3 separate regions of the Mus musculus genome follow, and regions 1 and 2 are each linked to region 3. A link is a contact called in public HiChIP or PLAC-seq and promoter capture Hi-C data. All regions are on one chromosome and are shown on one strand. Each heading gives the region's core, a stretch centred on a gene start, on an enhancer-like site or on the middle of the called end of the contact. The rest is flanking DNA. Distances are from core to core; before and after follow the strand shown.

Region 1 (2,722 bases), core at 91-2,590, 470 kb before region 3:
CCTCCCCCCCACTCCTCACTCACAAAGTCCATCTATAAATCGCTACCAAAATGGCCCAGGGGCTGACTGGGGCCAACCCTCCACGTCTGCAGCAGCTGCTGGTAGCTCCTTGACAAGGGTGGAGACCTCGGTGTGGACCTGGGTCTCAGAAATCTTAGTAAACGTCAGAATGACATGCCCCAGCCATGCCACCCCATAACTCCGAGGCAAGGGACAGTGGCCTCTCTTCATGAAGAACCAGTAGTTGAGAGAAAGGAGCTCTAAGGCTCCAAGGGAGCTCTTAGCTCTCGCTTCTCGTGTGTGGATCTGTGAGGCACCGTCTAGCAGAGTACAACATGGTAACTTGAAAATATGGTTTAAATGATCGTCACCCTGCGCCACTCCCCCCCCCCCAAAGTAACAGGCTCTCTGACCTAATTAAATCCACTTTAAAGAAACCAACTGGCGTGTGTGTGTGTGTGTGTGTGTGTGTGTGTGTGTGTGTGTGTGTGTGTGTTTTGTGTGGACAGCCTTTATTAAGCTTTTAAAATCGCAAATCCCTTTGTGCGTGCAAACTCCAGCAGTTTCCATGTTCGGGTGAGGGACACAGAACACAGACTATGTCTTTTGATGTGAAACAATGTCAAAAGGACTAATTATGAGTCATACTTTCTTGAAATTTTTGTTGGCTGATGTCGCCTCTGCAATTGGATCCCTGCATAAGGCCAGCAGCTCTTGCCGGAGGGGAGAACCTGGCACCTTCTGTTCCTGGGCCATCACCCTGGCCCTTTGCTGTTATGTAGGTCGAGAACGCCCGTGGGTTTCTAGGAAGGATCTCACTTTTAAACTTGGCATGGAAGTTACAGCTGGAGAGCAATGTCGTAGCGCAAAGATCTGTCTACACTGTGCGTGCTGAAAGAGGAAATGAGGTCAGGAGGGGCAGAAGAGAAGTGCATCTAAGGAAGGCTTCTTGGGACCTCAGGTCAGGCTCAAAAGCTGCTCCTGTAGCCCATGTTCTTCACAGGAATGCCTGCTGCTCCAAGTCTCTGAAGACAGTGGCTGGCAGCTTTTAGAGGGGCAGCCCTTTATCTGAGTCCAGGGAATGCAGGCCAGAGAGGAAGCAAATCCCACCTGAGGCTGAGCCCACAATGCTACCTGAAAGTGAGGGAGTCCCTGGATAGCAAAAACATAGAGTTAGACACAGGGGCAGGTCAGAGGCTGCACAGGAATGAAAGTGAAGGAAACTGTCCAGGTTAGAGCTGAGCTCAGATGAAAGGCTTCCCGAGCAGCTCGTGGGAAACGTTACAACTCCCTACGACCCATAATGGGAGCCAGATTCTTCTCCTGGTGGTTGTCAGGGAAGCCCCAGCACCTCCCACCTCCCCCGGAACAGCTGAGGGTCAGCACTCTTGGCCCTGGATTAACTGCTATGAACCTGTGAGGGGAAGGAAATGCCTGTTCCTGAACCAGGGACTTAGCAAAACGGTCCTAGAAACTGAGTTGTGGTGCTTTTATTTTATTTTATTTTTCCTTGTGCTAGCAACTGAACTCAAGAGTCTTGTGCACACTAAGCATGCTTTTCTAAAACCTAATGAAGTGCTCAGCCTGGTGGCACACAGCTATATCCCCAGCACTAGAGAAGCAGAGGCAGGAAGACTGAGAGGTGGAGGATAGCCTGGGCTGCTGTGTACTGAGAAGATGAGAAAGAGAGACAGACAGAGAGACAGAGAGACAGAGAGACAGAGACAGAGAGAGAGAGAGGCAGAGAGAGACAGTGGCAGAGACAGAGGCAGAGGCAGAGAAAGACACAGAGAGGGACAGAAAGATAGACACACACATGGGGGGGGACAGAGACAGACAGAGAGAAAAAAAGAGAAAGAAAGACAGAGACAGAAAGACAGACAGACAGACACACACAGAGAGAGAGACAGAGAGAGACAGAGACACATGCAGAGGCAGAGAGAGAGGCAGAGAAAGACACAGAGAGGGACAGAAAGATAGACACACACATTGGGGGGGGGGACAGAGACAGACAGAGAGGAAAAAAAGAGAAAGTAAGACAGAGACAGAAAGACAGACAGACACACACACACATACACACACACAGAGAGACAGAGAGAGACAGAGACACATGCAGAGGCAGAGACAGAGGCAGAGAAAGACACAGAGAGGGACAGAAAGATAGACACACACACGGGGCGGGGGGGGAGAGACAGAGACAGACAGAAAGAAAAAGAGAGAAAGAAAGACAGAGACAGAAGGACAGACAGACAGACACACACACACACACACAGAGAGAGAGAGAGGGAGAGAGAGAGAGAATAAAATCTGAAAGGCAGAGAGCCTGGTGTATTGGGATGGGTATGACAACTGCCAAAAACAAATAAATAAAACTACTTTATTTGCCTTCTTATGTCCACAAAGAGAAGATGTGAGCAGATGCTAGCGGCAGACAAGTGTTTCCAAAGGAGATCAGCGTCGCGGCAGAACAGGTGAGGGAGGAATCAGGCTACCTAAGGACTGATAACTCCGGAGCAAGTGGGAGCCATCTTCGACTCTGTGCAGGAGGAGGTGAGGTGACTGGGGGCCCATTAACAAATACCCCGAGAAGCCAGAGAAGTGCGGGTGGACCAGAGCCCTTATGCAACACCTATATTTAATAATGACTCTGAGGGAGATCAAGGAAATTAAACACCAGTAAGCTTGACTTGAGCAGTGGGGAAGATATTGGAAACACTAATCA
Region 2 (2,921 bases), core at 327-2,826, 370 kb before region 3:
TGGCACCCACACACAGCGCTAGGTGAGGGCAGAGGATAGCCGTCCCAGAGTGCCAATATCATCAGAAGATCCTACCTACAGGATGTCACCTGTGACACACACACACACACACACACACACACACACACACACACACACACACTCAGAGACCAACTCTCGATAATCAGCTGAGAAGCAGCCAGCAGGTCCAGACAAGCACAGTAAGGTGGTGAATTCCAGGAACCTATGAGGCTCTGACCTTGTATTTCACAGTCGTCTTTCCAGACGACTTTCCTGTGCACTGACTGTGGCATGGTGACATGAGGAAACACAACTTTCCATCACACTGCTGGAAAGTAAGACTGGAACCACCTTAGTGCTAAAGGGACAAGGGCAACTTAAAGGCCTTGGGCCGTGCCCGTGCTTCTTCGTAATACCTTCCACTGGATACTCATCTGATCTGGGGGCGTCTGCCCCAGGCGCTTAGGTGTCTGCCATCTTAATTCCTCCCTGCACTTCTGTCGGTGGAGGAGAAACATCTGTTGTAAAAGATAAGCCACAGCTGTTCCATCTCTTTTGCCTGTGGTGTTGTGAGGAGATGGGAAGGGGTACCTCCCTGTGCTCTCTCTCTCTCTCTCTCTCTCTCTCTCTCTCTCTCTCTCTCTCTCTCTCTCTCTCTCTGCTCTGGAAATAACCCAGGAGCACATACCTCTTTACACTAAAGCAGGGGCCAGAAATTCTAGCCTGTGGGCCAGTTCTAGTCATTCCCTTGCTTTAATTAATAAAGTTTTATTGGCACACACTCACACTGTCTATAGCTTTAGTGCCACCCAGCAGTGAGGAGTCATGAGGGTGCTCATGGTTTGTAAGCTGAAAACAGTTGCCCTCTGACCCTTCAGAAGATGTCTGTTGACCTTTCCATTCTAGGCTTTGTAGCTGGAAAAAAAAAAAGCGGTATCTTCAGAGTGTCCATGCAAGGAAATCACGGTGGGGCAGAAGTCGCCTTTTAAGATAGTTTAGTTTGGTCACTGTATTTCATCACATCATACAGTTTAGGACACATGATGTAAGAAAGTTGTGATGCCACCACCATGGTGTTGGGACATAGGTTTCTGCTCTCTCATCCTGGCAAAATGTAGTGGGCCTTCATTCCACAGTTCACTGAGGATAAAGCATTGGGAACATTGGAGCTATCTATGCCTTCCCTCAGGCTTCCTCCCACCCGTGAGGGGATCATCACCTGGCCTGGGAGCTGCTGCACACGGGGCCTCATCACCACAGTGGCTTGCTGATGGAGCCTCCAAACTGGGCTTCCTTGAGTGGTAGCAATTCCAGGGCAGAGCTAAGGGTAAAGGAGTTATGATCCCCCCACCCGAACCCCCACCTGCCTCTTAACCTGACAAGAGTTCTGTGTCCTGCCCTGAGGATTCAGAAAAGGACATGGAAAGCTACATTTGAGAAAGCTAACACAGCAATTCCAGACAGCTCTGGCTGGAGGCTTCAGCTTCAAAAAGTGAAGGGCAGGGGTGTGCCCACATTCCTGGGATGCAACCAGGTCTTTAGCATTTCTATGCAGCAATGTCCAGGTGCAGACTCAACACAGCTCGGCTGTGCCTCTCACACTCTCCTGCATCAGCTCCTCAAGCTGTACCAGGAGCCTGCCTCCCCTGCCTGCCAGTGGATGGACATGGCTCTAGTCCTCTGTACCCCCCACCCCCACACACACACATTTAAATACTGATGTGAGAAGCTCATTCCATTGCAAAGCAAGGTCAAATCCACTCTAACAATACAAAGGACATATCAAGGCTCTCCGGTGGCACTCCTTTGCCCTTTTTACACTGTACAGCAGAATAAGAGAGTATGGGACGTGCCTGGATCCTGACACTCACCTCCAGAAGCAAAAGTTTTGGCTAGACTAAGATGTCCTTTAACAAGACCAGACCAGTGGGACCTGACCCTCTCTAATAGCAACTTAATAAATCATCTTCCAACTGACTCTGAGATGACTCAGGATCTCCCACAGGATCATCTGTAACAAGTCCCTGACACGCTGATATACCAGCCTTTAAGCAAGGTTCTTTTGAAAAGTTATCATCTTGTCTTCTACATGGGCTGTGCTATGGGACTCATCACCCAAGAGGATGGATGGAGTAACCTCTCCATCAGCTTGCTCTCCTGCATCCAGGTCAGAATGTATTAGCTATAAATGGCTAGTGCACACAGGCCAGGACCTAACACCCGGGGTATAGGACTAACATTCTAAGAGTTAGGAGGCAGCAGTGCGGCAACTAACATATCAACCTGGGTGTACAACTTTCAACACACAGTCCTACATATAACAGGAGAGAAGACTGCTGGTGGGTAAGAGAGGGAGGGGTTCCTGAGTTCTGTATGGGTCTATATGATGCAGGCAAATTTTTACAGATTGCTTTCCAAGTACTTTTAAGAGAAGAGAGTTCTTCCTTATACAGAAGAACTTCAGTTACAGCCACTAGAGTTTCTAGGGGCATCGGGCAGGATTCTAGGCCTACTTAACAGATGAAATGAGGCCCTAAACTCTGAGATAAGCAATCTTGGAATAAGGCATTGGTTTGGCAAAGCCCGGCTCTGTGAGGAAGACTATCTGTTGATTGGATGGACCTGTTTGCCGAGTCACATCTACTTTAAGTGGGGCAGAGAAGAGGTAAAGGGTGGGGGTGTTTTAGGCCATGTGCCTTGAAGCTGGTGGTCATCTGTAGCTTACAATATGCAAACTGTTCCGTGCAAGAGAGAAAAAAACTAGACTGAGGAGGGAAAAATAATGTTTGTTTCTTTCTGAAATATCAGTTCTTAGCCAAAATGACAACTGCTTTTCTGGGTCCTACACCCTACCACACCCATCAAGAACAGGAGATTATAATTAATTATGCTGGGCCTGATGCCTGGGAACCACAAGACAA
Region 3 (2,761 bases), core at 122-2,621:
TGGTCTTAGGTGACCCCCGTGAAGGTGCCGATCCCCAAAGGGGTCACGACCCACAGGTTGAGAACCACTGCCCTAGCGGGTTAGGTGAGGGAGGATGGCCAAGCCTGAGGACTGAATGATTAGAGGAGTCATCACACCTGAGGAGCTGAGGAGGAGGGGGGTGGGGCAGCTGGATCTTGCTTACAAGATGGCTTTGGCCAACTATGAAGTCTGCCTGCTACAGTTTGCTTCTCATTAGCTCGTGACTGGAGGCTTGGACAGCATCTGATGGTGCCGTTGCAGACAGTGGCATCAACTCAATAACCTAGGGTTTCTTGCCTCCCCCACCATCACCACCATCTTAGCCACCACTTTCCTGTCTCAGGCTAAGTGGCCACACACTGAACCCTCTTGTGTGACAAGCCAAAATAATCCCTTTCTCCTTTATATTTTGATCTCAAGTATTCTGTCACAGCAACGGAAAGTCGACTTGCACACTTCCTATGCATCTAGCATCGATTACCTACTGGCTGGACACTTGCCTTGACACCAGCTAAACAGAGTGCATATTATCTCATCTAATCCCTACAACTATCCTGTAATAAAAATGTATTATTTACCCCATTTCTTTTGCAAGCCAGGAAATGGACACAGAGAGTGTGTAGTCAGTAAGTGATGATATGGGTCTCTGCCTTGAATGAGGCTGTCTGCTTCAACCTCAGCCCAGCAGCCCAGCTCTGAGCCAATCCCAGCAGAAATTACTCAACAGAGGACAGACTGACACGTGTAGAGCCTGGTCTCCCCAGGTGGTGGGAGCGAGAGACAGACACCTGAGTCCCACCCTTTTAACGCCCGCAAGAAGAGGGAATATTTTAAAATAGCATCCATTTCTTTTTTCATCAACAACAAAACAATTAATTTCTCTGTAGAGATTGTTTCTGTGAAGAACAATAAGGTGCCTCCCCAGGGGGTGTCATTATACTGAAAGCCTCCGTCTGGGGTGGGGGCTCCCCTCCGGAAGGAGCCTGCATGAACTGCCTGTCTGAGCCTGCTTTGCATATATACCCTCCCATCAGCCCAGTGATAGAGCGCTTTGCAGGGTCGAGTGTGGTGCCCTGTCAGCCGCAGGGGCCAGACCACCAAGGGACCAGACGGGGGAGGTATATTCCTCTGTACTGACTTCCCTTCTAGCTAGTGTCCCCCCTCAGTACTGCTCACGAGCATGTACAGTTCCGGCCTAGGGAAACTGCCATCGCCATAAAATGCCAAGCAGACCAGCTGTCTACAACCAGTTTGGGCATCCTGGCAGGCTCAGTCACAGACATCCATAAACAGGGCTGCATGAAGGCAGGGGGATTAACGAGATGTCTGCCTGGCAACACTCTAAAGCAGAGGGCCGTGACTCCGCCCACTTCCCAGGAGGCAAGCGGAAAGGGCTGGGAGAGAAGTAAAGGCAGAACTCTGGCTCCCGAAACACCTGGGACTTGCAAGCCACGCCCTTACTTCCCTTAAAGGTTGTCCTATAGGATCATCAGTTGGCCTATGACCGACTGGTTTTCCAGCAGCAAGGGTTTCTCTGGTCCCCTGAAGACCTAGCGATTGTATCCAAAGCCTAAGGGGGAACATTTTTCTGCAAGATACAAGACCCTTGCTTCCCGCCCCTCACTAGCGGAGCAAAGACAGACTCATGAGCAGAGCAGGCCTTCGCAGAAGCCAGGCCCTGAGCTAGGGGGATGCAGGGCTGGGTCAGGGCACTCTTTTGTGTCTGATTATCAGGCAGGAAGAAGGCTGATCTCAATGCATAAAGGAGATCTGTTTGTCAAATACAAGTCCCTCGTAAATGAAATGGCAGAAGGCCAAAAATAATGGTGGCGGGCACAGCCTTCACAGAGGCTCCAGTGAATCGCCACATGCAGGTGACTGTGACTTCACGTCCAGATTCAAAATCCACCAGGCTCTAGTGACAGTCCGGGGAACTCCTCCTAGAAGGTTCGTTCAAGTGATGTAGAAAACGCACCTGGAAAGCGTTATCAGGCTGGAAGTGTCCCCAATCCATCCACGTAGGAGGCAGGCTGAGACCGGACTCTCCATGATCAGGAAAAAGTAAAGGTGATAATGACCAAGGGGTGGGTATAAGTGGAAATAAATATCCCTAGTAGGAATGAAGCGTCAGATGGTTGATGTCTTTGCATTCTATTTCCCCAAGAAAGCCTCAAAAATAAATAAATAAATAAACAAATAAATAAATAAATACTTCTTAAGGTCCAAAGAGTGACTTTTCCTGCAGGACTTAGCCACATTCTTAAATACCTCCCTGTGGCTAAGAGGCAATATGCCTGCCGTTAAAACAGATTTTATGCCATTATCAATATTGTCATTAACTTCAACTAGGACTGGAGCAGGTACTGACGAACTGTGGTTCAACCAGCTTTATAAATAAGGTGATCCCCACAGATACACTTTGGAGAAGGCCGGATGTGGGCTGGGTCAGCAGGTATCACCAGCATGAACCACCTCCACAAGGTTGGTTCCCCTAGCAATCTAGCCAGCTTCCTGAGAGACCTCCCTAGAGAGAGGTGGCCTTGAGGACACTCTGCTGAAAGCCCACATCAGAGTTTCCGAAACTGGTGTAAGGAGAGCCATGATAATGAAATGAAACCCACGGCCTTGCAAGAGAAGGTTTCATTTTGTACATAATTAATAAAAACTTATTCCCCCTTTTTCTTTATTACAGAAGAAAATAAGTTATTGATTTCAACCACAAAGATAACTATTTGCATAA

The links. Promoter capture Hi-C pulls out the DNA fragments that hold promoters and counts their contacts. HiChIP or PLAC-seq counts read pairs in DNA pulled down with a chosen protein or histone mark.
Region 1: a promoter capture Hi-C map of second pharyngeal arch cranial neural crest shows a contact between it and region 3, with 3 times the contacts expected there. The contact joins two enhancer-like sites. A contact is called at or near these places in 5 of 39 promoter capture datasets (embryonic stem cells, hippocampal neurons, second pharyngeal arch cranial neural crest and 1 more), 2 of 484 Hi-C or Micro-C datasets (cortical neurons and neutrophils), 6 of 115 datasets of contacts at active chromatin or transcription factors (astrocytes, bone marrow-derived macrophages, embryonic basal ganglia and 3 more) and 1 of 9 other capture datasets (embryonic stem cells).
Region 2: a contact with region 3 is called in an H3K27ac HiChIP or PLAC-seq map of embryonic stem cells, with 2.4 times the contacts expected there. The contact joins two enhancer-like sites. A contact is called at or near these places in 2 of 115 datasets of contacts at active chromatin or transcription factors (both in embryonic stem cells) and 1 of 9 other capture datasets (embryonic stem cells).

The regions. Positions count from the first base shown.
Region 1 is chr7:37,375,076-37,377,797 of GRCm38.p6, forward strand. It overlaps a transcript of Zfp536 not described here. Among named protein-coding and RNA genes, the nearest start is that of Gm30483, 48 kb to the left of the region's middle. Within about 2 kb of position 1,341, at least 18 of the 459 cell types and tissues checked have an H3K27ac peak or open chromatin away from gene starts, as enhancers often do. A contact at or near this core is called in second pharyngeal arch cranial neural crest, where this site is marked.
Region 2 is chr7:37,474,060-37,476,980 of GRCm38.p6, forward strand. It overlaps a transcript of Zfp536 not described here. Among named protein-coding and RNA genes, the nearest start is that of Gm51477, 36 kb to the left of the region's middle. Within about 2 kb of position 1,577, at least 10 of the 459 cell types and tissues checked have an H3K27ac peak or open chromatin away from gene starts, as enhancers often do. A contact at or near this core is called in embryonic stem cells, where this site is marked.
Region 3 is chr7:37,841,015-37,843,775 of GRCm38.p6, forward strand. No RefSeq gene overlaps it. Among named protein-coding and RNA genes, the nearest start is that of Gm22302, 18 kb to the left of the region's middle. Within about 2 kb of position 1,372, at least 77 of the 459 cell types and tissues checked have an H3K27ac peak or open chromatin away from gene starts, as enhancers often do. A contact at or near this core is called in embryonic stem cells and second pharyngeal arch cranial neural crest, where this site is marked.